2 separate regions of the Arachis hypogaea genome follow, and region 2 is linked to region 1. A link is a contact called in public Hi-C data. All regions are on one chromosome and are shown on one strand. Each heading gives the region's core, a stretch centred on a gene start, on an enhancer-like site or on the middle of the called end of the contact. The rest is flanking DNA. Distances are from core to core; before and after follow the strand shown. Region 1 has its middle 9.4 kb from the start of LOC112726901. Region 2 holds the start of LOC112726903 (phosphopantothenate--cysteine ligase 2).

Region 1 (3,607 bases), core at 554-3,053:
TACTCGCCTAATTCATTAATAAAATTATCCTGTATAAGAAAATGAATGAAGTTTTATATATAAAATTAACAATGAAAGAAAACCTTATTGTTGCTTGGACTTTGAAACAATGAAAGTTGAAGATTGTGGTACAACTACAACTACAACATGTGACTAAACTTTAAAGGAGGTCCCCCTCACTCTCCTATGATCTATTACTCACAAAGTCACAATCTTGAGGCCTTTTGATGTAAGAAAGCATCTTTTATTTTTTTCAGTATTTTTTTTTTACTTTATTTTTTTATAAAAAAATTAAAAAGAAAAAAGAAAAACAAAGACACTTTTTCAGTATTTTTTTATTTTATTTATTTTCACCTTTTTTTTTGTTTTTCACGATATTTCTCAACCCGTCAGATCAATGATTAATCCGTCGCGGATCAGAACTCCATTTAAGGGTTTGTCGCTAACTAATGGATTGTTACATACATAAGGCGAAATTCGAACTCTCGATACTAAATTTTTTGTTGGATTTCTAAAGTATTGCATAATAATAATAAAATATTAACATATAAATTTGGTTTTTGATTGATTGTCCTTTTTATTATAAAAAACTTCCAAACTCTGAATGCCCAAAAACATTTTGGGTCATCTAGTGATCCAACATATGTTGGAATATCTCTCATTGGGCTTAAGATTTAGAGTATTTTAATAACATTTTCGGTTATATACACACTCATGAACACGTCGGCTTTATTCTTCGCTAATCATCAATTAAGGTACATTTTTGAATCCAGGTACACTTTGTGTGAGGCTCAGGATCTCACCCACTTCAGATGGTAAAACATTCCATCGTCTACCAAAAAAAAAAAAGCAAAATGTTAAAAAATTAGTTATTCTCCTAATGGCTCATTTTGCATGGTCATTTGTGACTTTTGATTTTGATCAAACTAATTTCAGTCGAATATTTAATCTTCAGATCAAAAAAACTAAAATAAAAAATAGGGGTGAGCACGGGTAACAGGTACCCATTACCCGTTCGAATCCGAACCGAACCAATTAAATTGCTGGTTCTAAAATCAATGGGTAATCGGGTCCAACCCAAACCAAATCTGGCTTTCGTTAGTGATTGGTTCGAGTATCGGTTTTGGGGGTGCGGAACCCAGACTAACCCACGAACCCAATTATATATTAATTAAATAAAAAAATAAAAAAATATATATAGCTTTTCTATTAGACAATGATTATTCATTATTAATATGTTTGGATTTTAATGAGTTTAGTTTTTAATATATTGGGTGTTTAACATATTTGGATTATTTCTATTGATGTTACATGTTTATTGTACTTGTTGAATTTTTGAGATAAAAATTTGTTTTTTTTTTTAATTTCAAAATCATCGGGTATCCAATTACCCGAACCGAACCAATCTGTTCTTAATCGGTTTGGTTTGGTTCGGGTACATATACAAAAAAATACAAATCCAAATCAATCCGAACCAATTATATTTTGATCGGTTCGATTCTAATTTTACCATAAATTCGAACCAAACCGACCCGTCTTCACCCCTAATAAAAAACTTGTTTGGGCCTTAACCATAACTACGACTAAGAGTATGATAATTTTTTCCTATCCCGAAAACAAAGATATAATTGCTGGGACAAAAACTAAAATCAAAATTGATAATTATTGAGAAAGAAAAAGATTAAAAAAATTCTTTTAGGCTTTTGGTCATTTTTTTTTTGGGTATTACAATTATACAATGTACACACTAGACACTACCAAGTTCCAAAGTTTTATTTATTTGGTTTACAAGGCCGGAGATTAACTAACTGAACTAGGCCTTGCATTTCTTGGGCTTTCTTCTGCTTATTAATTATTGTAAATTTGAGAAACAGTTTATTAGCAAAAAAAAAAAACAATTGAGAAACAGTCAATCATTAAAATAACAAAGAGCAGGTCTTTTGTGTAATTGTGTGAGTGATGAAGTCACCAACTTTCATACGTATTTTTTTGAGATTTTATTTTTCTCTCTATTATTTCATAAAGTGTGATCTTCTACTATTTAAAAAAAAATTATTACACCAAAATCAAAGGTGATTGATTAGTTGATTAAATTTTGTTTTAATTAGCAAAATATATTTTCATCACAATGAAAAAAAAAAAACAGAAAATAGATTCTTTTAATTTTTTTTCTTTAATTATTTAGTAAAGTGTAATTTTGTATCTTATATTTTTAAGTAAGATAAAAAAATGTGTAAAAAAAGATATTAAATAATAAAATATCACCCTTTATTAAATAATTGAAAGAAAAATTTTGAGAAGATTCATTCCTTAATTTTTTTTCATGTGTACGCTAGAAACATATTTCGCTAATTAAAACAAAATTTAATCAACCAATCAATCACCTTTGATCTTGGTGTAATAGAAAATTTTTCTTTTTATAATCACTCTACACCTCTTAAAAGTTAAATCTAATTTAGTTTCAAATAGGCGCATATTTTACAATCTAATATATATATAAAGGAATCCGAAGAAATTTAGTGCATAATTTTTTTTTCTAAAATATCCTTCTCAAATATTCATCATAAAAAAAATTCGTTATTATTTATAAAATTTGAACACAAAAACTCCTAATAGAAAAATATCATACTTTCCCTGTTAACCATCAATGTTTATTACTGATACTAGTATAATATGGATTTCACACATTGTCAAATAGCACAAGAAAATGAGTAATTTGACTAATTTCATTAAAAAAAAAGTTACAAAAATGATTTGTTTTCATGAAATGACTTGGTGGTTGAGCTTATCTACTACTTACTATTACTACATACTTTTGCTTTGTTTTTGGGATTACACACGACACATAGATGATATCCCTTTCCTTTATCAAAATCCGAAGTGAAATATGTCACAAAAATGTGAATGATGTTCATTTCCCACCACCCTATCCTAATTAAATTAACAAGTAACATTGACAAATGGCAAAGAAGTCACAATCCTTTCAGTTAGGTTCCTTTTGTTTGTTCTTGTTTATCATTAATGCATGGAGCATCTTAGACTTTAGCACATAAGTGCCACTTTTCATCTCTTTTATTGCTTATTATTTGGGTCCCAATTAATCTTATTGTGTGTTGGGTTTTTTTCAAGCCGAGTCCGCAGCACGTTGCATACTTGAATAGTAACATTAATGTTCTCATATCTTTAACAACAATTTAGTTATAAGAATGTGATGCCACACAAATTAAAATAAAGCCAAACAAAACTTATTACAAAAAAAAAGTATTTTTATATTATATTTATTTATAAATATATGTATTATTTAATTTATTTTTAATATATATTTTATATTTTAATGTATATTTATATAAATGATTACTTTAATAGTTATTTTTTAGAGTAAATCACTTTATTAAACCAAACAACAAACAATGTAACGCAATTCACTCAAAGCCAAAATCGACACGTGAATCACCCAAGCCAACAATTCTATATAAATCGAAATAGAGTGGCCAGATTTCTTTTCCTTCATAAATTGAAACAATATTGGTTGAATTATGCGTTATCCAAGTAAATCTAAAAGGATTGTTTCGATTTATATGTACGTACACAAAGTATTCACGCCTCT
Region 2 (3,607 bases), core at 341-2,840, 72 kb after region 1:
TTTTCATGTTATATATAATAATTATGTTAGGCTATATAAAAAAATCAATTATCAAATCAATTATTTATATAAAGTATATATCTAAATATAAAATATATATTAAAATAAATTAAATAATATATATTTACACATAAATATAGAAAAAAACTATTAATTTATTACTTGAAAAATTTAGCTACTGACACAACAACTCATAAATAATTTTAGAATGTAATAAAAATAATTAATAAATATAATTTTTTAAGTGACAAATTTTTTTTTTTTGTATTTAACAAACGACTTATTCATTTAATCTAAATTTTTGTGATAATATTTGAATAAATATTTAAAAAATTAACAAAAAAATTCAGACAAAATTTGATCTTTAATTTTTTTATTTTTTAAAAATATGTGATCATTCACAATAATTAAAAAATTACTTGACACAAATTATTAAATTTTAAAAAAAATATATCTTATTTTTTAAGTAATAATTACAAAAATTTATTTCAAAATCTGATATTTAAAGTCTTTTTAAGATTTTTATATTTAATATTTAATTTTTTTTATTACGTTTTTAAATTTTTTAAAAATTTATTTATCATTAGTATATTTTAAAGTTTTTTTGTTAACGATATAAAATTTTAAATACTATTTTAATAATTTATTTCACAAATATATTTTAATAATTTACTTCACAAATATATAATGATTGATTTTTTATAGGTTTAATTACTTTATTGGTTCTTATAGTTTCGTAAAATTTTCAATTATGTCCTTATACTTTTTTTCTTTTTAATTGAGTTCTTGCACTATTTTTTTTAATTAAGTCCCTTTTATTAGTAATTGGCTTAATTTTATAGGGACCTAACTAAAAAAAATTGGTATAGGGACCTAAATAAAAGAAAAAAAAGTGTAGGGATCCAATTAAAAATAAATTTGGTGCAAAGACTCAATTAAAAAGAAGAAAATATAGAGACCTAATTAAAAATTTTGCGAAACTATAGAGACGAATAGAGTAATTAAACCTTTTTTATATACACATAACATTTCAAACACTATTTTTGTTTTGATCCATACATAAAATCAAAGCTATTGATAAATAATTAATGTTGGAAGCGTGTTTGGAGATCAGGAACTTGAATGGGTGTATGTATAATGTATCTAACATCCGACATCTAAATCTAACAATCCGGCTAATTAATTAGTAGTTTAGTTAGTCAAAATCAAGGCTAGATTTCAACAACTAAAGTGGAACAAAGCAAGAAATCAAAAGCGAAAACTTCAACAATGACTAATATTTTATAATTTTTTTATTATACTAATATAATAATTTAATTATTTATTATAATAGATTTAATTATTTTAACAATTAGTTATTTAATTTAGAAATATATATTAATATACATAAATATATAAAATATAATAATTAATTTAGTAACTAATTTTTAATAATAAAACATTTTTTAACTAATTAGGACTTCACAAAATCCGGCCTGCTTGAAAAAACTGGTTCGGACCCGATCACATTGGGTCAAAAATTGACCCGAATTTATTGAGATCGGGTCAGACCTGAAACCTAAAGAGCTTATCCAGTTTATTATTTCGATCAGACCAAGGTAAATGTTTGGGTCACCCGATCCGGTCCGAAGAGAGCAAATAAGGACTTCCCCACCAGCCGGATCCCAGAGCAAGCCACCTGCACTTGGTACTTCATCTTCATCATCATCACCATCACGTGTCTCAGGGCAACAGACGGTTTCTTAACTCTACACGCGCCACCGCAGCAGCAGCGAAGAACCTCCACACCACCGTATGCCGCTCGTTCTGTAACCACGCTCCTCAGGTAACAAAACCGTCTTTGGAAGAAGGCATTTCTGAAAAACTTGAATCTAATAATCTTTTTCCCTTGTGTTTAGGTTTCTCAAGAGCAGGTGTTGAATCAACAGTGTGGTTCTACTTGGGGAAGGCAGGAGGCTGGTAATAAAGCATACTTGCTCTTCCAACAGCAGAACAGAGCGCGTGAAGTATGTTACGAGAGTGTAAAATGTGGTAACGGTCTCCAATCTGCATGCCCTTGAGCAAGATTTTTGCTTTGATTTTTTGGTAAGAATGATAGTTGATATCACTGAATCATTTTCATTAAGTTGAGGGATTTTTATTTTTAATTTTTTTACAGTGTTGTTTAATGTTTTATCCATGTGCTGACTGCTGCGTTCATCATCTATTCATCTTTCAATTTCTGGTTCAATTTATTGTTAAGACCCGGTTTAAAATTGGCCCGAACTGATTGGATATTATCGGGTGAGGGGTCGGGTATGGGTCTAGGAAATGGACCCATCATAATTTAGGGTCGGGTTCGGATTTCTCGAGAGAATCTAATTCCTTTGCTTTCCAAACACCGCGTTAATTAATCTTAATCTTCATGGGCCAATTGGCGGCTATTAATCAAAACTATTTCTTCCTGAAATTTTGGATTATATAAAACTTGAACCCAATCGCTCCATAAACATACAACAGTAAGTTCTGATTCTTCTCCCTAACTAACTAATTAATCTGAAAGTCTTTCCTTCAAGGTGAGATATGCTATCCTGAGCACCTGAAAAAATTGATTTTTTTTTGTTATATATTTTATTTTCCAATTCCTTCTGCTTTATCTCAATGGGTTTGAATGATAAATGACATTGTGGGTGTAATTGTTTCAGATGGATGCACCAAATGGATCCCAAGATACTGAGCAAACCCTTGATTCACAAGTCAAAGCGTTCTTTGATTCTGCTCCACCTCTCCAGAATAGGAATGACATCATTCAGAAATTGAATCACTTCATTCAGCTGAATTCTTTATCTTCAGGCAAGTGATTGTGACAGTGACACTCTTTTGTATCCTATTGTATTGTGTTCTAGACCATTAAAAATTATGCTTTCTTTTATTGGCATTTCTCCTTTTGTGTTTTTTTTATGCTTGCCCTGCATAATGTGTGGTGGATTTTTGTTGTTGTTGTTGTTGCCTTCACAGAAAATGGGATAGGTAAGAGAATTGTTTGTGTGACTTCTGGTGGCACCACTGCTCCATTGGAGCAGCGGTGCGTTCGCTATGTTGACAACTTTAGTTCAGGTCATAGGGGAGCCACATCCACTGAGTATTTGTTCTTGCACTTGCTCTTGTTCTTGTTCTTGTCAATGAAACTTTTTCTTCGATATTTGTTTGGTGATCTCTTGGAGGGGAATGAATACTATGTTGCTGGTTATGTTGAGTGTAGGTATTTTCTGAAGGCGGGATATGCTGTGATCTTCTTGTACCGGAGGTGAATTTTTCTGTGTATCCTTCTTTTATGTTTGTCTTTTGTGTGTTGTTGCTTACTTACCTGTAACTCTTCAGAGGAAGTTTTCAGCCATTCTGTAGATCCCTTCCTGATGATCCCTTACTTGAATGCTTTGAGGCCACCGAAGGATTAAACATTCAAGGTCTTTGGTTTCTGCTTCATCCTCTTCTTGTACAATTAAAAAAGGGAAGGAAAAGAATATAAATAAAATGATACCAATAACTCTACTAGCAATGCTTCACATTAGAATTTGCACCAAAAATTGTGATAAACTGAAATGAAAGACTTGATCAGTAGGTCGTT

Evidence for each region. Hi-C and Micro-C count contacts between places; a contact is called where the count stands out from the background.
Region 2: a contact with region 1 is called in a Hi-C map of leaf, with 2.5 times the contacts expected there. The contact joins the promoter of LOC112726903 here to the enhancer-like site in region 1. A contact is called at or near these places in 2 of 8 Hi-C or Micro-C datasets (both in leaf).

Annotation. Positions count from the first base shown.
Region 1 is chr12:12,972,993-12,976,599 of arahy.Tifrunner.gnm2.J5K5, forward strand. No RefSeq gene overlaps it. Among protein-coding and RNA genes, the nearest start is that of LOC112726901, 9.4 kb to the right of the region's middle. Within about 2 kb of position 1,804, at least 2 of the 3 cell types and tissues checked have open chromatin away from gene starts, as enhancers often do.
Region 2 is chr12:13,044,717-13,048,323 of arahy.Tifrunner.gnm2.J5K5, forward strand. It overlaps LOC112726903 (phosphopantothenate--cysteine ligase 2), which reads left to right and starts at 1,591. Exons shown (of 11, transcript XM_072208859.1): 1 at 1,591-1,825; 2 at 1,899-2,085; 3 at 2,685-2,832; 4 at 2,998-3,121; 5 at 3,242-3,286; 6 at 3,361-3,446. The coding sequence starts at 2,685.